Regions from separate parts of the Mus musculus genome. Here region 2 is linked to region 1. A link is a contact called in public HiChIP or PLAC-seq data. All regions are on one chromosome and are shown on one strand. The core of a region is the stretch at or near the end of the contact, and the rest is flanking DNA. Distances in the headings are between cores, read along the strand shown. Region 1 overlaps Necab1 (N-terminal EF-hand calcium binding protein 1). Region 2 overlaps Decr1 (2,4-dienoyl CoA reductase 1, mitochondrial).

Region 1 (4,304 bases), core at 969-3,468:
GATGGTTCCTGCAAATGTCACAGCTGGCAACAAAGCAATCTGCAAAGAGGCAAGGATGAAAACTCAGTTAAGTATGGCATAATTAGCCAGGCTAACTCAAACTTCTAGAGTTTGACAATAGGCTAGATCATTTTAAACATATTTAAGTACTGTACAATTTGGATTAAAGTATTCTGGTAACAACTATCCTCTTACCATGTGCACAATAAATCTTAAGGGTTGACTACATCAAAACTCTATTGCAAAGTCCTGTGTTCTCTTACATGAAGATGGGTTCTATAGCTTAAGGGCCTGGGATCTGGTGTGGTCTCTGAGATAGCACAGAGGTCATCTGACATGTGACATCTCCCCTAAGGATGCATTCAGTTGATTGAGAAACAAAGCTAAGATGAGGTCTAGGGAGGAAGAGTCTGGGATAAACCTTTTGGGGGATTTGTGTAAGGCCTAGCTCTATGGAGAGCAAAGGACCCCAGGGTATTAACATTTACTTACTCCCAGCCCTCTGGGTAGGAAGCAGGTGTACACTTCCTTCACTGAGGAGACATCGCTTCATGATTAACATTCCTGGTTTCTCTGGTGCTAATCTGTGAATACTCGTGCCCTTTACAAAGAAGCAATTATACTTGAGATAATTTAATATTTTTATTATCCTCGACAGTTTTCTGATATACATTTATACTCCATAGCTCTCAACCTTGACAATTGTTAGACAGCATTGATCTACTTTCTGTCACTAAATATTACCATGCAATTAAAAACTGTATACACAGGGACTTATACAGAGGCATTTTTGTGTCTCGGTTTTCTACTCAGCCTAATCATGTTGACATACAACCAAATTTTTATACGTAAAATTTTTTTGAGAGTTGTTTCTTTTTAAAATGGCCCACTAGTTCTTTACTATACTGATCTCACACTTGGTTTATCAATTAACCTGTTGATGGACTTTCGAGCTCTTTCCAGATGAGGGAATATTTTTAAAGGAAGGTAGAAAATGTTCACTTAACATAGGAGTTTTATTTGTTTAGCAATATATGAATGATGGGTAAATACAGCATTCATTGCAATACTTAGGAACAAAAGATTTCTTTTTTTTTCTTTTCTTTTTTTTTCTTTTTCTTTCTTTCTTTCTTTTTTCTTTTTCTTTCTTTTTTTTTTTTTTCTGCTGCCAATTCTAGAAACTCAGCCTAGGGCTGCACATATGCTAGGCAAGTGAGTTAAGCCCCAGCACAGCAGAAAAAAAGAGGATAACATTTTTCTTCTTTTCTTTCCAGATTCTGAGGAGAGCAGACAAAAATGGTAAGACCCAAATTCTACAATTTCTATTTATTAATTCATTATATATTAGACTGTTTTCTAAAGAGCAGGGAAGTAGAAAGTCCTAGAAAAGGACGTGAAAAATACAATTTTAGCAATAGTCATAATTTTTGATGTTTATGTCTACAGATATTCATGAGAAGTTGGCAGATGAATTCAAATTTGACAGCAAGATGGGATTTATGCTTTTGAAGTCCCATCATATGTGAGCTGTTACTTCTCCCTTTAATGCTTGAAAAAAATGTATAGCAATAGCAGCTTCAATTTATCGAGTGTACTGGTGTATGAATTTTGTTTAGAGTTCTAAGCTACCAAGGTTTTTGAACATAAATCTGCTTGGTACCAACATCCACCAATTTCATAGTGGCCTAAGAAGTTCCCAAGGCATTGTGGTATTGCTGCCTGGAAACATTACAGCTTACTCTTGCCTGAAACATGGGAAACTCTCATCCACAGGTAGAGAGATGTGAAAGGCAGCAAACCAAAAATAAAAAATTTGCCCTGAAAATTTAGAGGCAGCTCTGCTAAGTCCAATTATAAGCTCATGGGTAATTTTTTACTCCTTGATTCCATTAGAGATTTCATTCCACAGAATCCGAGCTTATTAAGTTTGTTCTACTTAAGTACTTCAATATAGGCATATTACTGTTAAAAGTGGCTTAATGGTTTCAGGATACAAAAGCTTCTTTCCCATGCTTGAAATATCACTTCTTAGATTCAAGGAAAGATTGCAGTCAGATCTGACCATTACAACATGGTATCTAGTTTGTGCTTAAGAACACAGACCCATAAGAGCTTTCTCATTATACCCCTTTCTCGCCAACACCAAACATCCACCCAGGGAACACTGAAATAGCATCCCCAGTTTCATCATATAAACCTTGGTCTGACTATCAGAATAGCTTGTTTCAAATTATGTTGCAACAACTGTAATGTTACCAAATCAATGATGCCCTTTGCTCCCTTGTATTATTGCTCATGAAGATGGAAGTGAGGATATTTTCATTTTGCCCTCCTATCTGATTTTTTAGCCCTTTGCTTAATATCTGGTCCCAGTAGCACTGATCGACAACACAGGGACACATTGGTACTTATGCCAGCTGCCTTGTATTTCAGCTTCTGCCTGGTCTAATATACCTGGTCCCCTCTCCACTGAAGCTCCATGTTCTTTCTGGTGGTATCTTTTGTTTCCTTGGACCTTAAGACTCTGATTAAGGCTAGACATTATCTTTATATCTATCACTCCTCTTTCTATCAAAGTTATCATACTCCATAACCAAAGTAAAATCCAGTTATCATACTCCATATTCGTGACAAAAATCATCTGTCAAATCAATGCACATGAATAAATGTAATGGCTATAATAGCTCTATAATTCATGCTACCCAGCATAGTCACATGTTCTATCAGCTATGTATCCTTTATTTCCAACATCTCCTCCCCTGAACGTGATTCCTGTTTTCTACTCACTTTCATAGTGTTTGATTCTAACACATGATCAAAACCACCTTCTCCCAGCTCCTAACTCTCAGTCTTTGCTTGCATTTACCCTACAATCTTCTGAACCACACAATTGCCTGAGAATTTCTCCACTAGTCCAATTCCATGATACTTGCATGCCTTAACAACTGTTTATTATACATTCCTCTCTAGTGGTTTGTGAATATCCACATATTACATATGGCAAAAGTCTAGGAAGTCATCCATATGCTGCAGGGCCCCCGCCCATTGTCTGAGTCCCTAACTCTTCCACATATATAGATCAGTACAGTAGAGGGCTGAAGTTGATCCTAAGAGATTCTAGTTCTCTTAGCCAAGCTTGCTTCTCTAGGGCATAAATCTGTCTTCTGTGTCAATATTATGCCCAGCAAGTATTTTATACTTGTAGACAGTTGTTTAATAAGTTAGTAATGAAGATACTCTAGCCACAATACATCACTTTGATCTGCTCATTCCCCTCTACCTTCTCCCTACCTTATTCTTCATTCTGACTCTCAGTGTAAAGACGAGAGATGCTTAGCCTCCAGCAGGTCTGGGCATAAGTCACAGCTATTCCACCCTGTAGCTCTGCAGATGCCAGGAATCATTGTAAATAATAAATGAGATGATGTACGTAAAACCACCGGGGGAGTGTCTGACACACAGTAGTAACTTAATTTCCAAGTTATGAGTCCTTTCTGTGTCATGATGCCTTGACTATATGAAGCAACTGGTGACATTTCAATAATGTCTTCTGTAGTGGGATTTGGTAGAGAGAAAACATAAAGCTATTTACCAGGCATGCTGAAGTGAAAAAGAAAATTGGTGAGGGTAAGATGGAGTGTAAGTATGAAGATACAGAAGCAGCCACCTTTCCGGGCCACGTGTTTATTGTAATCTGTGTTTGCAAGTAAACAGCAATTACGTGCATTTGCTCTCTTGGGAACGGACTCTCACATGACACAGACCCTTGTGGACAGCTTAATTGTTGCTGTAATAATGAGAGGAAGGAGAAGCAGTAAGCAGAATGGGAATCAGCCTGCCAGAGGACAGAATTAGCATTTGGACTCCATGTGACATAAAAGCAAAGCTACAGGATAAATAAATGGGAGAAACTACATGATTAGGGATTAGCTATAATAACGATGTCTTGGTGAGATACTTTTTGGTCTGGTTGTTGTTTTGAAATCACAGGCTAGGATTCTAAGCAGGAAGACAGACTTGGAAAGAGTATTGCTTCGGGGAGATGTTAGTGCTTTGATCTGAGAAGCCCCAAATTAAACACAGAAATGCTTCCTCACACCTGGGCATAATGACAACAAAAACAGTGCATGGATATTTATTAAATATTTGGAAAATATTTATAATTTGTATTTAAGGAAATTTAATTAGCAATTAAATTTGCTAATTTATTAATGTTTTATTAATTGCATGTATTAATGGTATGTGATATGATGTTGGGTTGTACGTATTCATTGTGCAAAGGTTAGCAGCAAATTGATTAACAC
Region 2 (4,304 bases), core at 705-3,204, 790 kb before region 1:
TCTCTCTCTCCTTCCTCTCTAAAACCTCCAGCCCCTCCTTTCCTTTCCACTGCCCAATCACAGACTCTAACCTTTGTTTGACCAGTCAGCATGGGGGAGGTCCACATGGAATCACCTGAGTATGATCTGCTCCTCATCAGGGCAGCCCCTCTTGAGGAAGGAGAATTAGCATCAATATAGAAACAACTTTGCAACAGATGGAGACTTCCTTTCTTCAGCACTCAGCATAATTCTTTACCCATCTCTCCACTATAAGCAAAGAAGCTGTGATTTGGATCTGGACTTTTGTGACACTGTTATTTTATTACTGATTCATTTTTTTTCCCCAGAAAGATCGATAGACTTGAGAAAGGAGTTGGAATTGTCAGCTGACTTCTGCCTGCCTGCTGCTCTCTCTCTCTGTTTTCTTTCTTTCCTTCTTTCTTCCTTCCTTTCTTCCTTCCTTTCCTCCTTCCTTTCTTCCTTTCTTTCCTCCTTTCTTTCTTTCCTCCTTTCTTTCTTTCTTTCTTTCTTTCTTTCTTTCTTTCTTTCTTTCTTTCTTTCTTTCTTTCATGCTCTCTCTAATTTCTGATCCTGCCTGTTTCTTTCTCCTTCTCCTGTAGACTCTTCATTTTTGGTTTTCTGTTTCTTTCTGTCTCCATGATACTTTCTTTCTCTGCTTCATTATCTCTTATTTCTTCCTTGCTCATCCTTAGGATCTTTAGTTTTCTGACTCACTTCTCATTGTCTTTCATTTTAACACAGACTTCAGTCTATTTTTACTCCTCACATTGGATTAAAATTCTATTGCTTCATTATAAATGCATTAGGTTAAGACTCTTTAAAAGAAGGAGGCCCATTTCTGTCCTTCCAAGTTTCCTGTCCTTTGAGCCTGTGACCTGACATTCTGGGTCCTGGGTTGGAGACTCTGAATTCTGTGTGTCTAAGCTGGTACCTCATTACCAGTTGAGGGTCTCAAGTGCTTGTGATCTCTCGAGCATGCCAATGTGGGTAAGCCTGGATGTTGGTTTATGGGATGCATGTAATCCTTCAGCAAAAATATGTAGGCAGTCCAACACCTAGGAGGTCGATTAGGAGTGTCATGGACTAACTGTCCAGTGAAGATGAGGACACCAGCTTCCAGTGCACTCTTGCTTCTGACAGGGTAGAGATCGGCACAGAAGTGGGGTTGAGGGGTGAGGGCAGAATAGCTAGAGTTGAGGCACAGATTCGGTGATACAACGTTAGCAGCTATGAATAACTAAAAAAGAAATGTGCCTGGAATTGCTTGTCCCTGTACTGATCTCTGGGGCCACTAAGTATCCACACCCCTTGTCTTTCACACAAGGACATTTTGCAGACAAACCGATTTTAGAGATCTGAAAGGCAGAGTTCGATGTGTATGTAGATGTGAGAACGGCGAACAGAAGCCTGCTTATTTGCATATCATCAAGGGACCCTCCAGGACCCTCCTCACCCCACACTCTCGGGGCTGAGCCGAGTGTTGTTTCTGTTTTCAGATATGGCTGACAGTAAGAATCTTAATGATATGCAGGAGAGGAAGATCTCTAAAATGCTTTCTTTGTGGTCCTTCAAGTTTAAAGCACTTCATCCCTTCTTTCCTCCTGTTGTTTGAGGCAGTGTTTTATTATGTAGCCCAGGCTACCCTTCAGCTTTTGCCTCAGCCTTGAAAGTGGGGGGTTATAGGTGTGCACCACCAGACCTCACTTTCCAAGATACAGTGATTAAAATGAGTTTTGTAAAACATGCAAGTATGTTTTATCATACTTTTAAGACATTGAACTTACAGTTTTTTCATATCTAGTATTATATCTGTTTAAGAAGTAGAAAATCAGGTTTCTTGTAACCCAGAGCACTCTTCCAACTTTTAGTGCACTCAGGTTACTGAGCCAGACTCTGCCATGTCCCAGACACAGCCGCTCCGTCTGTGTGTGGTGTCACTTTGGACTCTAACTTTATAGTCAGTTTAGGAAATTGATTCCAGGAGAGCATGCTTTCAGTTTGTCCACATGTCTGGTGTGTCAGTCATCCTTCTGTCCACCTGAGTTTCTGTCTAATATTAACTCAAGGCTAAAGCTTTAACTTTATCTGATGCAGATTAGGGGCTGTGAACTCTCGCATTGAGGGAGCTGGAGGCAGCACCTTCAGTTTCAGGACTTTTTGTTGTTGTTGTTGGTTTGGGAATTCAAAGTTGACGAGATTTTTGATTCAGAATCTTAAAGGTGTCACTGTTTTCCCGTGGCCCCTGATGAGGGCTCGGTGAAGATACTCCCTAAGCTACTTTGTCCTCCCTGTCCTGGTGGCCCATTGCTTGCCTTTACAGTTTCTGCCTTCTGTTCACCCCTCTTGGCATTTGTTTTTCTCCTAGAAACTGTAATTTATAGTTTTTTTTTTTCTACCAACTTAGATTTTTTTTCAGTCTATATTTCTTCCTTCCAGATCTCCAGTTATACATAAATTCTACTCGAATGCCCCATATTCCATGTTCCAGTCTTTGGCTTATTTTTAACTGTTTCCCCTGTGACCTTTGTACTCGGTAGTTTTTATTGTGCCTTCATTGAAGATCTTCCACAGCTAAGCTCCTTCCTTTAATTTTAAAATTTCAGATATTATATTTTCTGCTGTATATGTTGTTTCTATTTTGGTATTTTTAATTATTTTTAGTATTTCATTTTACTTATTTGTATGCGTGTGTGTGTGTGTGTGTGTGTGTGTGTGTGTTTGGATGCAATGAGTGAGTGAGGTCAAAGGACAACTTTCAGAATCAGCTTCTCCCTTTCTACTCTGTGGGTTCCAGGGGTTGGTTGAACGCTGGTTGTCAGGCTTGGTAACAGGCTCCTTTACCCACATGCTTATATAATGGCCTTCCTTGAACTCTTTTAACATGTTTCTTTGAAATCTTTTTTATCAAGTTTATCGTACTGTTACAAAGGTCATTCCATGCTAATTGTATCTGCTGGTCATGTTTTGACTCTATTAATTGGGTTTGCCCACGTTTCTAATTCAGTGTGAGCACAAAGCCTGGCTTTTGAGTTTTCCTTTGAAGTGTTACATCTTACATGAGGAAGCAGTTACTCTGAGTACATGATCATTTTACAACTCATTTGTAAAGTTTATTTGGGTGGGTATAGTAGCTTTCCTTTGAGTCTAACTTAGCCCTTCAGTATGATTCTTCTGAGCTGACTGCCGAAGGCTTTGGATGCCAGTTAGGAAGCTTGCCGCCTCTCCGTCTCCCAGCCCTTTGTGAGCCTTTAGAGACACCGTCCAGTTCAGTGCTGTGATAGCAGTTGCCTTTTTCTAGATTCCATGGGCACTTTTCCTCGGTTTCACAATGGGGAATCAGCACACACTCAGGGAGACTCTATGAAAAGTGCTCGAGCCCTGTTCCTGTGCACTTCCCTTCTCAGAGCCGCTTCTCAGCCAGAAATTCTAAGATGCTGTTAGGCTTATCATATCATGATGCCGTTCCTTCTCTACCTGCTGTAAGGTGGCCGGCAGTGACAGGATCTGTATCTCTTGCACAGTTATAGTGATGTATAAGAGTCCATCATGGCTAGAGGTAGAAGTCCTTGATAATTTAATTCTGATTTCTTTATATTGAAGATATTCTTGGCCATGGAATGTGTCTCTTAAATTTCGGTCTTTGTATTGACAGACTAGGTAAAGAATTGCAGATAGTGCAGACTGGCCATCCCAAAAACAGTGTCTTAGGGTTTCATTGCTGTGAAGAGACCCTGTGGCCAAGGCAACTTTTATATTTTTGGTTGTGAGCCTAACCTTTAATGGCTGAGCCATCTCTCCAGCCCAAGGCAACTTTTTATAAAGGCAAACATTTAATTGGGGCTGGCTTACAGTTTCAGAGGTTCAGTCCATTATCATCATGGTGAGAAGCATGGCAGTGTATAGGCAGACATGGTGCTGGAGGAGCCAAGATTTCTACATCTTGATCTGCAGGCAGCAGAAGGGGACTGTCTTCTGCAGGCAGCCGGGAGGATGCCCTAGATCTCACTGGCCGTGCTTGAGTGTGTGTGTGTGTGTGTGTGTGTGTGTGTGTGACCTCAAAGCCCCACTTCCACAGTGACACACTTCCTCTAACAAGCCTACACCTCTTCCAATCAGGCCATACCATCTAATAGTACCATTTCCCATGGACCAAGCATAATCAAACTTCTACAGACATTAAGACCAGGAGTAAGACGATACACTTTTCTTAGGTTACTCTTTCAGTGATGAAGGCTAGTAAACTTAAAAACAAGAATAGGTCCTCTAGATTTTGTGATTCCTTTTTACTCGGGACCTCATTT

Evidence for each region. HiChIP or PLAC-seq counts read pairs in DNA pulled down with a chosen protein or histone mark.
Region 2: a contact with region 1 is called in an H3K27ac HiChIP or PLAC-seq map of hepatocytes, with 6 times the contacts expected there. The contact joins two enhancer-like sites. A contact is called at or near these places in 1 of 484 Hi-C or Micro-C datasets (liver) and 1 of 115 datasets of contacts at active chromatin or transcription factors (hepatocytes).

What each region holds. Positions count from the first base shown.
Region 1 is chr4:15,137,220-15,141,523 of GRCm38.p6, reverse strand. It overlaps Necab1 (N-terminal EF-hand calcium binding protein 1), which reads left to right. Exons shown (of 13, transcript NM_178617.4): 2 at 1,275-1,299. Among named protein-coding and RNA genes, the nearest start is that of Necab1, 9.8 kb to the left of the region's middle. Within about 2 kb of position 2,218, at least 3 of the 459 cell types and tissues checked have an H3K27ac peak or open chromatin away from gene starts, as enhancers often do. A contact at or near this core is called in hepatocytes and liver, where this site is marked.
Region 2 is chr4:15,924,426-15,928,729 of GRCm38.p6, reverse strand. The region is part of intron 5 of Decr1 (2,4-dienoyl CoA reductase 1, mitochondrial); the gene reads left to right. Among named protein-coding and RNA genes, the nearest start is that of Mir6400, 16 kb to the left of the region's middle. Within about 2 kb of position 1,954, at least 10 of the 459 cell types and tissues checked have an H3K27ac peak or open chromatin away from gene starts, as enhancers often do. A contact at or near this core is called in hepatocytes and liver, where this site is marked.